2 separate regions of the Callithrix jacchus genome follow, and region 1 is linked to region 2. The links are chromatin contacts, called in public Hi-C maps. All regions are on one chromosome and are shown on one strand. The core of a region is the stretch at or near the end of the contact, and the rest is flanking DNA. Distances in the headings are between cores, read along the strand shown.

Evidence for each region. A called contact is a pair of places that touch in the nucleus more often than the background predicts.
Region 1: a Hi-C map of induced pluripotent stem cells shows a contact between it and region 2, with 2.0 times the contacts expected there. The contact joins the enhancer-like site here to the promoter of ARHGEF3 in region 2. A contact is called at or near these places in 2 of 3 Hi-C or Micro-C datasets (induced pluripotent stem cells and skeletal muscle).

What each region holds. Positions count from the first base shown.
Region 1 is chr15:75,074,733-75,080,786 of calJac240_pri, forward strand. All of the region lies in intron 2 of ARHGEF3 (Rho guanine nucleotide exchange factor 3), which reads left to right. Among named protein-coding and RNA genes, the nearest start is that of ARHGEF3, 74 kb to the left of the region's middle. Within about 2 kb of position 2,624, at least 3 of the 16 cell types and tissues checked have an H3K27ac peak or open chromatin away from gene starts, as enhancers often do.
Region 2 is chr15:75,002,286-75,008,036 of calJac240_pri, forward strand. It overlaps ARHGEF3 (Rho guanine nucleotide exchange factor 3), which reads left to right and starts at 1,933. Exons shown (of 12, transcript XM_078351863.1): 1 at 1,933-2,009.

The sequences.
Region 1 (6,054 bases), core at 1,374-3,873, 73 kb after region 2:
GCTTCGTGGAGTATTTGTAAATCAGGAGTGCGCAGACGATGAACAAAGGTCCAAATGTCTCTTCCTTGGGGTAATGTGTATTTTGTAAAGCAGCCCATGTCTAGTTTTCAAGATTAGTCTCCCCATTGTTCAGGCCTTTCCGTGAATACTGGGGTCCTTTGTTCTCCTTGGTGGGCCCCTTGGGAGTCAGGGCTCTGAGGAGGCAGACACTTGGCTGTGAACAGGGCAATTGTACACACCTAAAGTTGGCATATCAGGTACAGGTTGTAGATAGTCAAAATTAATCTTAAAAATGCATAAATCCTCCAAACCATGCATAGTTTTGTATGTACAACCCTGTAAAATAACCTGTGTATGTAGATATCAATGTACATAGTTGTCACATATAGAGGAGTGCACATGTGAATAAATTCCATTGTGATTTTTCAATAGTAGAAGACGGTATAGAAGACAGGGTGTGTCCCTGAATTCTGAACATCTAAGGTAGGTGTGCTGTGGTGCCTGCATGTTAAAAAGAGGCTGGAGAAAGCCCTGAGGTGAACAGGCAGGCCGGGCTCAGGAGGCAGCTCCTGTGCTCCAGCTCCTGCTCCACTGCTTGCTGCGGTGTGCCCTTGTTTGAGTTCGTGGCCTTGCTGTGCCTCTGCTTCATCATCTTTAAAATGGGGATGATGAGAATGCCTGTGCTTTGCACAGAGTAAGAGGTTACTAAATGTTAGCTGTCATGCTGTGGTGCTGCTCACTGTTATTATCATTTATTATTATTATTATATTGCCACCTCCAATGAGATGGGCTGGTTTGAGAACTGAATTTTCATCCTGTGCCTCTTGACTTGTGCAGTTCCTTTAAAGAGATGTGGAACAAAGCCCCATCTTCCTACCCTGGCGTTCCATCACGCAGACACACACTGGGTATGTTGGGGTCTTCTCCATGCACTCCCTCGTTTGTCTCCTGCAGCAGTGTGGCTCATTTTTTGTTTAATCTCTTCTAGCAACTTGGCAGGCCTGCAGCCACTCTGCACACCCTGGCGTGTCCAGCAGGCTGACAAAACGCAGATGTAGCTCCCACCCTCCTCAGAGACCCACCCACCTCTGGCCTCACTGTCCTGGCTCCCAAACGTGGATTCTTAGCTGAGGGGATGAGGGGTAGAGGGTGGTGCGAGACAGCCCACAGAGGTTGGAGGGTCCGGGGAACTTCTGAAGTAGCTCTAGGTTCCTTACATGGGCAGTGCTAGAATTGCTGGCAGGCTGGGGCAGAGGCCCTCAGTTGGTGGATCTCCACTTAACAGATATTTTGATACTTAAAAAAATAAAATAAAATATTTTGACTTCATAGTTCATTCTTGAGCATTCCAGCTGAAATGAAAGTGAAAAAGTTTAAGCAATATGTTGAAGGGCGGGGGGGGGAGGGGCCAGACCTAGGAACAGGAGCCTCCAACTTGATGCTCACAGGGCCGCTCATCATGAAAATGAGAGCAACGGCTTGGACCATGCATTCTGTTTCCCCCGAGCTCATTGCCCATCCTGGCTCCTGCCTCCTGTTGAGAATCTGGCCCCACGGGGGCCAGATCTACGGAGTTCCCAAGATAATCTAGAAATTGGGATTTTAATGTAAAACCTCTCAATTCTTGTGAGAGCCATCTGGATTTTGACAATTCACTGAAAAAAATTCTTTTAAATATATTTTTGAGCTGGAATTGAAAATCCACCAGCTTGCAAGGGAGTTGAGAGATGCTGTGCTTGTCCCCCTGGGGTTTACAGATGTGGAAACAGAGGTCCAGAGAAAAATGACAGGGCCCAGGGCAGTGACTCATGCCTATAATCCCAGCACTTTGGGAGACTGAGGTGGGCAGATCAGTTGAGGCCAGGAGTTGGAGACCAGCCTGGCCAATATGGAGAAACCATCTCTACTAAAAATACAAAACTTAGCCGGGCGTGGTGGCACATGCCTGTAATCTCAGCTACTTGGGAAGCTGAGGCAGGAGAATCACTTGAACCTGGGAGGCAGAGGTTGCAGTGAGCCGAGATCATGCTTCTCTGCACCAGCCTGGGCAAGAGAGAGAGCCTCTGTCTCAAAAAACAAAACAAAACAAAACAAACAAACAAAAAACTTGTCCATGATCCCAGAGGTGGATTTGAATCCAGATCTCTGGAGCTCCCATTGCAGATCTTTTTCTTCCAATTCCATCCAGACAGTGTACTTCTGTTTGGCTTCCAAGTGGGCTGTTAAGTGGCATTTCATTGCAAGTGTCAGGGTCATCCAAACTGCTCTGGGGAGCTAGCAGAGTGACCACAGGAGCCCCAGGAAGCATGAGTGTGGTCTTTGTTCTTGCTTGAGCCACGGAGGCTCACGCTCACAGGTTCCCAGAAGAGGCTATTCTTGGCACGGCCACCTCTTAGGGATTAATCATACTGGAAAGCTCACAGATTTAATTTTGCTGAAGTTTGATCTGTTCTAGGAAAGTACATCCAGCGTGACTCAACTGAGAATTTTCTGCCCAAAGATCTACACAATTAATATATTTTGGAGATCTCAGCAGAACACGAAGAAGGCTAGGAAAATTCCCGTGATGTCAGGCCAATTCAGCTTTGTCCTTTGGCCAGGAAACACCAGGCTGCCCCTAGACCATGGCACAAACCCCAGGTGCCCAGCTAAGCAGCCCTGCCGGGAAAAGGTGATGAGAAACTTGCCTTTGCTAAATAGTTGAGCTGCCAAATGATGGCCTGACCTAGTGGCTCAGAAATAATGTATCCTGTTATTCAGGAGGAGAGGGGCGGGGTTTTATTCTTATGTTCTCATATACTTGCTCACGCTGCTCATAAAAAAGAGAATATAAAACATTTTTGCAAGCTATTGCAGCATGAGCCCTAAACACCAAAGCCAGTCTCTTGAAGAAAACTGATCAAGATCCAGGAGCAGTTGTCAGGCACTGGGAGGGTGACTCATGAGTGGCAGAGTTCCTGGAACCCACCCATCCCTGGTCAGCTAGGAAGAGGCTGAGTGGGGTGGTAAATGTGGAAGGGAGGGTGCAGCGCTGCAGGCATAGCCTCTGTTTTTGAAAAACAGTGTGTGTTCAGGTCACAGCACCATCCCCTGTGAGCAACCCAATTTTAAAAATAGGTTCTGCAGAAAACCAAGCTGCCTGACTGTTTTCATCTGGAAGACCAAATCCTCACTTTCCTGACTTTGGAATAAACAAAATCGATTCTACCTCAGCCTCAGCAGAAGGCACGTGCAATGGTGGCTGTTTCATGGCTGTCTTTCCTTCAGGGCTATTGGAGGTGTTTCTGGAACCCGCACAATCGATGGCAGGAACAACTGGTTTTTCAGGCTGTTGAGAAAGTCTGATTTATGTGGCTGAAGTATGGTGTTATTGAACCCCCCCACCTCCAACTTCTAACATTCCAAAACAAAGTGCAAATTCATGTGAATCAGTACCTTATTTATTAACTCTTTGCGGATGAATAACATAAACATAGAAAACTATACAAGCTACTGCATACCTTGCTGGATTTCATGAGCTGAGCACACCTTTACAGTCAGCACCCAGTGAGGACACAGTGTGACCATTGCCCCGGGAGCGCCCCCTGTGGCCCCTCCGCAGGCAGAAGCACCAGCCCAGCTTCTCCCCGTGTGTCAGTGGAACATCACCTGGATGTTGGCTCAGGGGTTTGGGGCTTCAAGAGCCCTATGCAGGGTTGTGCCATCCAGCTTCGAGAAAACTCAGCCAGGGAGGGCTGTTCTCTGAATGTCAGGAGGAAGATTCCTGTGGCGCCCAGGGACTGAGGGAGATGCTGGTCTGCTGGCTCTGATGGAGATCGATTTCCAGGCAGACATGAGAAAGTGTGACCACGTTTGGGGAGTTGTCAAGGGGAGGCAGCACATTGAATGAGTGACTGTGTTGGTGATGTTGTGTGTGTCACTGACACGCGTATATTTTATTTTAGTTTAGTTTTTTGAGACAGAATCTTGCTCTGTTGCCAGGCTGGAGTACAGTGGCGCAATGATCTCAGCTCGCTGCAACCTCTGCCTCCTGGGTTCAAGCAATTCTCCTACCTCAGCCTCCTGAGTAGCTGGGACCATAGGCGCACACCACCACGCCTGGCTAATTTTTTGTATTTTTAGTAGAGATGGGGTTTCACCATGATAGCCAGGATGGTCTCAATCTCCTGACCTCATGATCCATCTGCTGTGGCCTCCCAAAGTGCTGGGATTATAGGCGTGAGCCACCGCGCCCACTGAGTATTTTCTTAAAGGCTGGATTATTTAGGACCTGTGAAAAGCTGAGATCTGCCTGTTGGGGTGGGTGGGGTGGGATTCTGAACTGGAGCCAGAAAGAAATGCCATGTGTTGTTACTGATAGAAATCTGATCACCCCGGATGCCGCCTGTCAGCATGTGGGCTCCGGGGAGCTGTTTTCCTGCCTGCTTGGATGAAACCCTTGGACAATTGAGATCGGAGGAGGCAGCTCCGACTAATGAGTTCCTTGTCTGTTGGCTGAAGGTGTGGGGTTTCTTTGAGGGAAGCCATTAGCCACTCTGATGGCTTGTTTAAAAACAACTGAAATCTGTCTTGTCAGTGTGGTGGTTCTGCAGATACCTCACGCTGGTCATTGGCATCAGCAGCTGGGAGCTCCCCTGGCAGGTGTGGGCAGAACTTAGCTCCTCAGTGATTTGCTCTCACGTTACTTTAATGCATGGCTGGGATGGTTTCTATATATACACTTGCTTTGAGTGGCTCCAGGGAACAGGGAACGTGGCAGACCCTATTAAAAGTGGTTCCTGGTTATCCAATACTCATTCAACATTGATTAAACCACCAACTGTGTGCCAGGTGCTAGGGATAGCTTTATTTACAGTTATGGGGTCATCAGGCTTTGTGTGGGTGCAGTGTTACAGGTAGGTTAATTATAGGCTTGAAGGCTGTATGTTGTGCATTTGTCTCTTCTGATATGTACTCATCATATCGCAACAAGAAATAACATTGATTTATCCCAGAGGAGACTGCATATGTAAAAAATACTTTGAACACTAGGAAGTGTTTGACAAATCTGAGGAGCATTTTTGTTCCGGGGCATGTAACCTTCTGTTTCTATGCTGAGTTATGGTAGAAAGGAGACCCTCTACTGGATGCCCAGCAAACCTTATTCTGTGCCTTTTACATATTAGAGAATGGAGCTTTATGGAAGTGATGCTGTCACTCCTTCAAGGACCCAGTTTACAGCTCCAGACCCTGACCCTCAGCTGCCAGACATGAATGAGTAAGGTCTATAGACAGAGATAGCAGGAACCCCTCCCAACAGGGAGCAGGAGGGGCAGGCTGTCCCAGCAACTGAAATGCTAGGCTCGTTTAGAGGACTTCCCTGCGAGTCTGTGATTCGTGCTAAGATTGCCCCGTTGCACAAACAGTTCCAGTTCTCATTGGCAGCACTCCTTTCACTTTTGTTTTATTTCGCTGTGTGGCAGTGGGGACAGGTGGTACTGAGATGGGTTGCCACAGACATTGCTACTGTTGAGTTTGCCTCCTTGGGCTCTCATACTGTGCCACTGCTTACTGACTGTGGTTCTGGGCAAGCTACTTAATGCTCTATGCCTCAATTTCTTCATCAGTAAAATGGGATGAATGTCAGTACCTAGGATGTGGTATTATGATAAGTATTATGATAATCAAGATTAAGTACTCAATAAATGCTGTCATTTCTCTTTAGTTATTCCTGGATGTCCCCATTCCCATCTCTCAAATTCTGAAGCTGTTTGTGGTTGACACAGGAGGTGCCTAGTAGAATCATTGTAGCTTATAATGTTGGTCTTATAGGCTACATTTTAGCAAGGGCTGAGATCTTTTGTGGATTCTAAGAAAACATCTACAAGGAAGAAGACTTTCCTTTTTTGTACCCCGGTTTATTTCAGGGATTACAGAGCTGTATTTTTTTTTATTTTTAAATTTTTTTAGATGGAGTTTTGCTCTGTCGCTCAGGCTGGACTACAGTGGCACTCAAACTCTTGGGCTCAAATGATCCCCCCATCCCAGCCTCCTGGGTAGCTGGGGCAGGTATG
Region 2 (5,751 bases), core at 683-3,182:
TCCTTCTCCCCCTCCCTCCCTGTCCACGGACTTGCAGAGTGTGGCCTGTACTCTTCCACCTCTGAGCTTCCACACTTTCTGTCTTCTCATCTTTCTCCTGCTTGGTTCCCTGCCTGGTCAGGGCTCAGCCCAAGCCCCCTTTTCACAGGACACCTCCCCTCTGCCTGGGCCAGTGCTTCTTCCAGGTGTCTGTCACCATGTCCTGCTCCCTAGCCGCCTGGTGAGAGGTCAGTCGACTCTCCCTCATCAGCTCATACCCTCCATGGGGTCAGGGACTGTGTCTATCTTGGTATCCTAGTCACTGCTGTCCCCAGAGCCTAACACAGTGTGTGGCATGTAGTAGATGCTCAAATAATTGTTAAATTGAATCTAATGCAAAGAAAAATTTTCTCTATGACAAGGCTGCCTGGGTAGAGTACCGTGTTGGCTGGTAGATCCAAAGCAACTGCTGAGCTCAGAGGAGGGAACAAGGACTTCAGAGGGAAGAGAAGCTCTTTGCTTAATAAATACAATTACCTGATAAACACGGCTGGTTGTTGTATGGATCTTGTGCATTCGGGAGAAACGAGAATGACAAAAGGGTTCTTGGGGAAAAGGTTGAGGACTAGGGGTCTGGACACAGGGGTCGTCCTTGGAAATGGAGTACTGGGGAGAGTGTGCTCCCTGAACAGGAAACTGGTGGGTCATAATGCATTGGATCTGGAGTCAAGGAACCCTCTAGAATCTGTAGTGGGATGAAGCTGCAGCTGTTGGAATACAAGTTGGTTTGCTCAAAACGCCCAGTTTCTAGCCCAAAAAGTGGGTTGCAGGCCAGGAAGAGGCCACACAGCACTGCGGGGCTAAGCACCTGCAACAGAAAGCAGAGGTTGCTGCGAAGGAAATCTGGAAGGTCTGCATCCCAGCACCTGCTGTCAGGACAGGTGGCCTCCCAGGGAGCTCTCAACCCTCACCCACCTCCTGCACCTGGGGAAGAGCCTTAGTACCTTGGACGGATGCTCTTTCCTCTGTAAACAGGGGCCAGATTGTGATCCTCGGGCTCTGGGGGCTGGCTTCACCTTGCTGAACTTCGATTTCTTCATTTGAGAAGCGGGTGGCACAGACCCTACACCTTAAAGGCTGTCGTTAATGTTAATTTCCATCAAGCACCTAAAATGCACCGCTGGCACCACATGTGAGCAACAGATGAATTTTTGATTTTTAGCGTCAGGGTTTACACTTTCTTAAGAGTCCAGTGACTACAGTCTAGGGCACTCTTTATTTCTGATTTTAATAGGTGGTGAGGACCTTAGGCGTTCATCTGTTGAATGAATGAATGCCTGCAGAAACTCGTTTTAGAGTACCATGTTTATTTCCGCATGCTCGACCCAGGCCTTTCAGGCTCGGCGTCCAACTGCAAGCCGACGATTGAGGGCAACTCGAGGATCGTCCTCATTCTCACCTCCACCGTCGAGGAAAGCGAGGCCTGGGCGAGACCTGACACGCCCAAGATCAGCCCAGCGGTGGGGGTGGGGCTCCGTGTGCAAGCTCTGGCCCCCGCCCGCTAGGGCAGCCTCTCCCACCCCAGTACGAGAGTCCCGTCCCACTCGAGTACCTGGCCCTCGACCTGCCCTCGGGGTTTCCGCGGCGAGTTCTCTTGAGGGAGCGAGGGCCAGGACTGTTTACCCCTCCTCGGACTCGCTCAATTATCTCCGCCTGAGTCTTGTTTAGGCGGCGGCGGGGGAGGGATGTCCTGGGGTCCCCACTCTCCTCTTTCGGACCTTCCCGCAGACCCAGGCCGGGCTTGGGAAGCGGGGGATGCCGAGCGGTACCGTGGCCACTTCCAAGTCCTGCGCCTCCCCGCTGCGGCACCCGCAGGGGTCCCCAGCCCGCCTCCAGCCCACGTGGCCGGCCCGGCCTCCCCGCCCCCGGCCCGGCCCCGCCCCGCCCCGCCCCGGGGAGCCGCTGCCGCAGCTGCAGCCGCCGCGGTGCGCTCTCTGGCCGGGAGAAGCCGAACCAGTGCCGGGGCCGAGGTGAGTGCGGGAAGCAGCCGGGATCCCCGCTCCCCCTCTAGAGCCTCCCAGGCTGGACACCCCTTTGGCAGGACACCCCCGCTAGATCCCCCGGAGTGGGACCCTCTTCCGGGCTGGTCCCTCCTTTTCCCCCGTCTCCTGAGCTGGACCCCCCACTCACACCTCCGACTTACCCTGCCAGGTCTCGGCGACCCCGGCAGGCCTTGAGGGCTCCCTGGTCTGGGGTACACCGAGCGCACGGGGGCGCACTGGGCGCAGCGCAGGTGGGCAGTGGCACCGCCAGCTCCGACCAGCCGCCGCTCCTGCTGGGGACCCTGACTCTGGTCCCCGGGTAGCCCCTGGAGCGAAAATTCCCGGAGCCACTTCCGGGGAGGGAGGCGCCACCTGTCCTGGGACGCGCCCCTTTCGCCCAACTTTCTGCTCCAGCCCGGCGGGGCACCAGCAGGTCAGCGTCGCTTCGGGCGCTGCTCGTGGCTGATCACAGGACCGCGGGTCGCTTCGCGGCGGGGGAGCCGGGCTCAGGGCGCTCCGGGCGGCGGGCGCCTTACCAGCCTGCCTGAGGCCCTTGTCCCTGCGGCTGCACCTTTTAAACCAAGCGGCCAGAAAATCCCGGGATAGGACGCCAGGGTGGCGGACGCCGAGGGGTTAAGGTCAACGTGGGTGCCAAAGAAGGGTGAGCGTTTTCTGAGGCTGGAAGCTGATCGAACCGGGTGGAAACGGGTTCCCCTGGGCTTTGCGGTGGTGAAGAGCTGCTCTCGCACTATCAGCAGACTCATCTTGTGCTTGAATGTCGCGGAAACAGAGCGCCTTGTTCCTAGAGGACTCGGCTTGCTGGATTTATTCCCTGGCCCAGGTTTGCTTCCCGCACTCGGCGAGAACCGGAGAACTGCCAGGCGGTAGTTGCCCCTGAATGTACCGGTAGAAACTTATTTTTATGCGTTTCGTGCACTTCCAGGTATATCCACTCTCTTCTGTGGGGTGTGGAAGAGGAGAGCTTCCGTGGGTCTTTGTCTTAGCTATGTAGTCCTCGGCAAGTTACTTCATTTACCTATGCCTCAGTTTTCTCATCTATAAAATGGGGATGACAGTACAAACCTTAAATTGTTGTATGGGGATAAAGTGCTTAAAATACTGATGGAGACAGGGTAAATCCTCTGTGTTAGCGGCTCTTGTGATTATTATCACTGACATCTGACAGCTCGTGCACAGCCCGAGCTTCTCAATGAGGTGGGTATGCAGGCTGTTGCTCCTTCTAGTACGGAGCTGGTGGTGTTTACACCATAGCCATAGTGTTCCCTTCCGCACTGGGAAATTTGAGTTTTGCTGTAACACCTCCTATGGCTAACCAGCAAAGTGTATCTCAGAATGTGGATTAGAGATGACCTTTGTCAAAGACATTGTTGGGAAATGGGGTTTTGTACCTTCTCTGGAAGGTCTGGGGTGTGATTGGGTGTTTGCCTCTTGTGGGGGAGGGACTGGTAGATTCCACTTGATTCTTTTAGGCCTGTGTCCCCTGACAGGCTGACACCGTCTAGTCTCTGTGAGTGTGGAAGGGTATTTAAGGGTCCAGGGACCTGATCTTGTTTCCTTCTCCCCCATTCATTCATCTCTAGCGGATTGCTCCTCCCATCTGTAGAGTTTCCCTGGACTGTGCCCATTTGGTGTCTGTCTTCTGGGCAATTTAGTTTCTCTCTTCTGGAACTCCACAAATAAGACTTCTGAACATGGAGCCCTAGGGAACCTCTTGAAATGTACATGAGGCTCTTGAAGCACAGTTGTTTGTTTTTCCAGAGGTTTCCCCTTACATTGTATTCTCCATGAGGCCGGTGTCCCAGAAAAGTGAACTCTGAACTGCTGGTAGGGACGTGCAGGTTCTTGCTCCCAGTCACATCGAAAGTCCCTAAAAATTGGGGGCTGCCCTTTGGGCCCTCTCCCAGAACACACTTTTCAGTGAGCAGTACAGGTCAGCCTTGACTTGATTAATTAGGGGAAAGAGAGGCAGGCTGTGAGGATAGGGGCGGTTGGCCTGTGGTGAGACCTTTAGGCTGGGATGCAATTCATGAAAATTTGAGTTCAGGTTTTCAGAAGACTTCTCAAAACCTTTGCTCTTGCTGTTCCCGTTACCTAGCATGCTTTTCCATCACTTCTTCCATGTTAGGAACTTTCTTGCCCTTTTGCTCAGGTGTCTTCCCTTTACAGATGGTTTTTCTAACCATTCTATCCAAAGCAGCCCCTTCCCCCGTTAGTTTCTGTCACACTCTTTCATTATATTTTATTCATAGAGCTTGCCCGGGATTATCTTATTCATGCATTGATTTCTGGGTTGTGTGCATCCACCCAGAAGAATGCAGGATTCAGGAGGGCAGAGGTGTGTTGTCCTGTTCATTACTGACTCCTGGCTCATGGCCTATGGCAGGTGCCCAATAATTATCCTGAGTGAATGAACTCCCATTGACTGAAGTGAGAAAAAAAGAAGAAAATTAAATATTGAACCCATTTTCTTAATGGTTTATAAAAATATTCTTCGTATCACTTCACTTGCACAGGTTGAAACTCAAGTGAGAATGAGATTTTTTGGGGGGATTACAGGTGCCCACCACCACACCTGGCTAATTTTGTATTTTTAGTAGAGATGGAGTTTTGCTGTGTTGGTCAGTCTGGTCTTAAACTCTTGACTTCAGGTGATCCACCTACCTTGGCCTCCCAAAATTCTGCGATTACAGGCATGAGCCACTGTGCCTGGCCAAAAAAAATTTTTTTTGAGAGAGATTCTCACTCTGTCATCCAGGCTGGGGTGCAATGGTATGGTCTAGGCTCACTGCAACCCGAGTTCAAGTGATTCTCCTGCCTCAGCCTCCCGAGTAGCGGGGATTACAGGCATCTGCCACCATGCCCGGATTATAGGCACCCACCACCACGCCTGGCTAATTTTTGTATTTTTAGTAGAGATGGGTTTCACCATGTTGGCCAGGCTGGTCTCAATTAATCTCCTGACCTCATGATTCACCCACCTTGGCTTCCCAAAGTGCTGGGATTACAGGTGTGAGCCACCTCGACTGGCCTGAAAATGAGATTTTTAATATATGCACCTAATCTATTGGGTCAGTTCGAGTTTCTTCATGGAATAGTACCAGCATGGTGGGTGGAGTGGGGTCTGCTGTGGAGAGGTTTTGTGACAAGCTTTGCTTGCTTCTTTTTTTTTGAGACGGAGTTTCGCTCTTGTTACTCAGGCTGGAGTGCAATGGCGCGATCTCGGCTCACCGCAACCTCTGCCTCCTGGGTTCAGGCATTTCTCCTGCGTCAGCCTCCTGAGTAGCTGGGATTACAGGTATGCGCCACCGTGCCCAGCTAATTTTTTGTACTTTTAGTAGAGATGGGGTTTCACCATGTTGACCAAGATAGTCTCTATCTCTTAACCTCGTGATCCACCCGCCTCGGCCTCCCAAAGTGCTGGGATTACAGGCTTGAGCCACCATGCCTGGCCACTTTCTTCTTTACAAAATTGTTTATTTGGTTATAAAAATGGGTACACATTTCTTTTTCTTTTTTGAGATAGGGTCTTGCTCTGTTGCCCAGGTTGGCATGCAGTGGCGTGATCTTGGCTCACTGCAACATCTGCTTCTCAGGCTCAAGCGATTCTCCCACCTCAGCCTCCCGAGTAACTGAAACTATGGGCATGCACCACCATGCCTAGCTAATTTTTGTATTTTTTGTAGCGATGGGGTCTTACCATGCTGCCCAG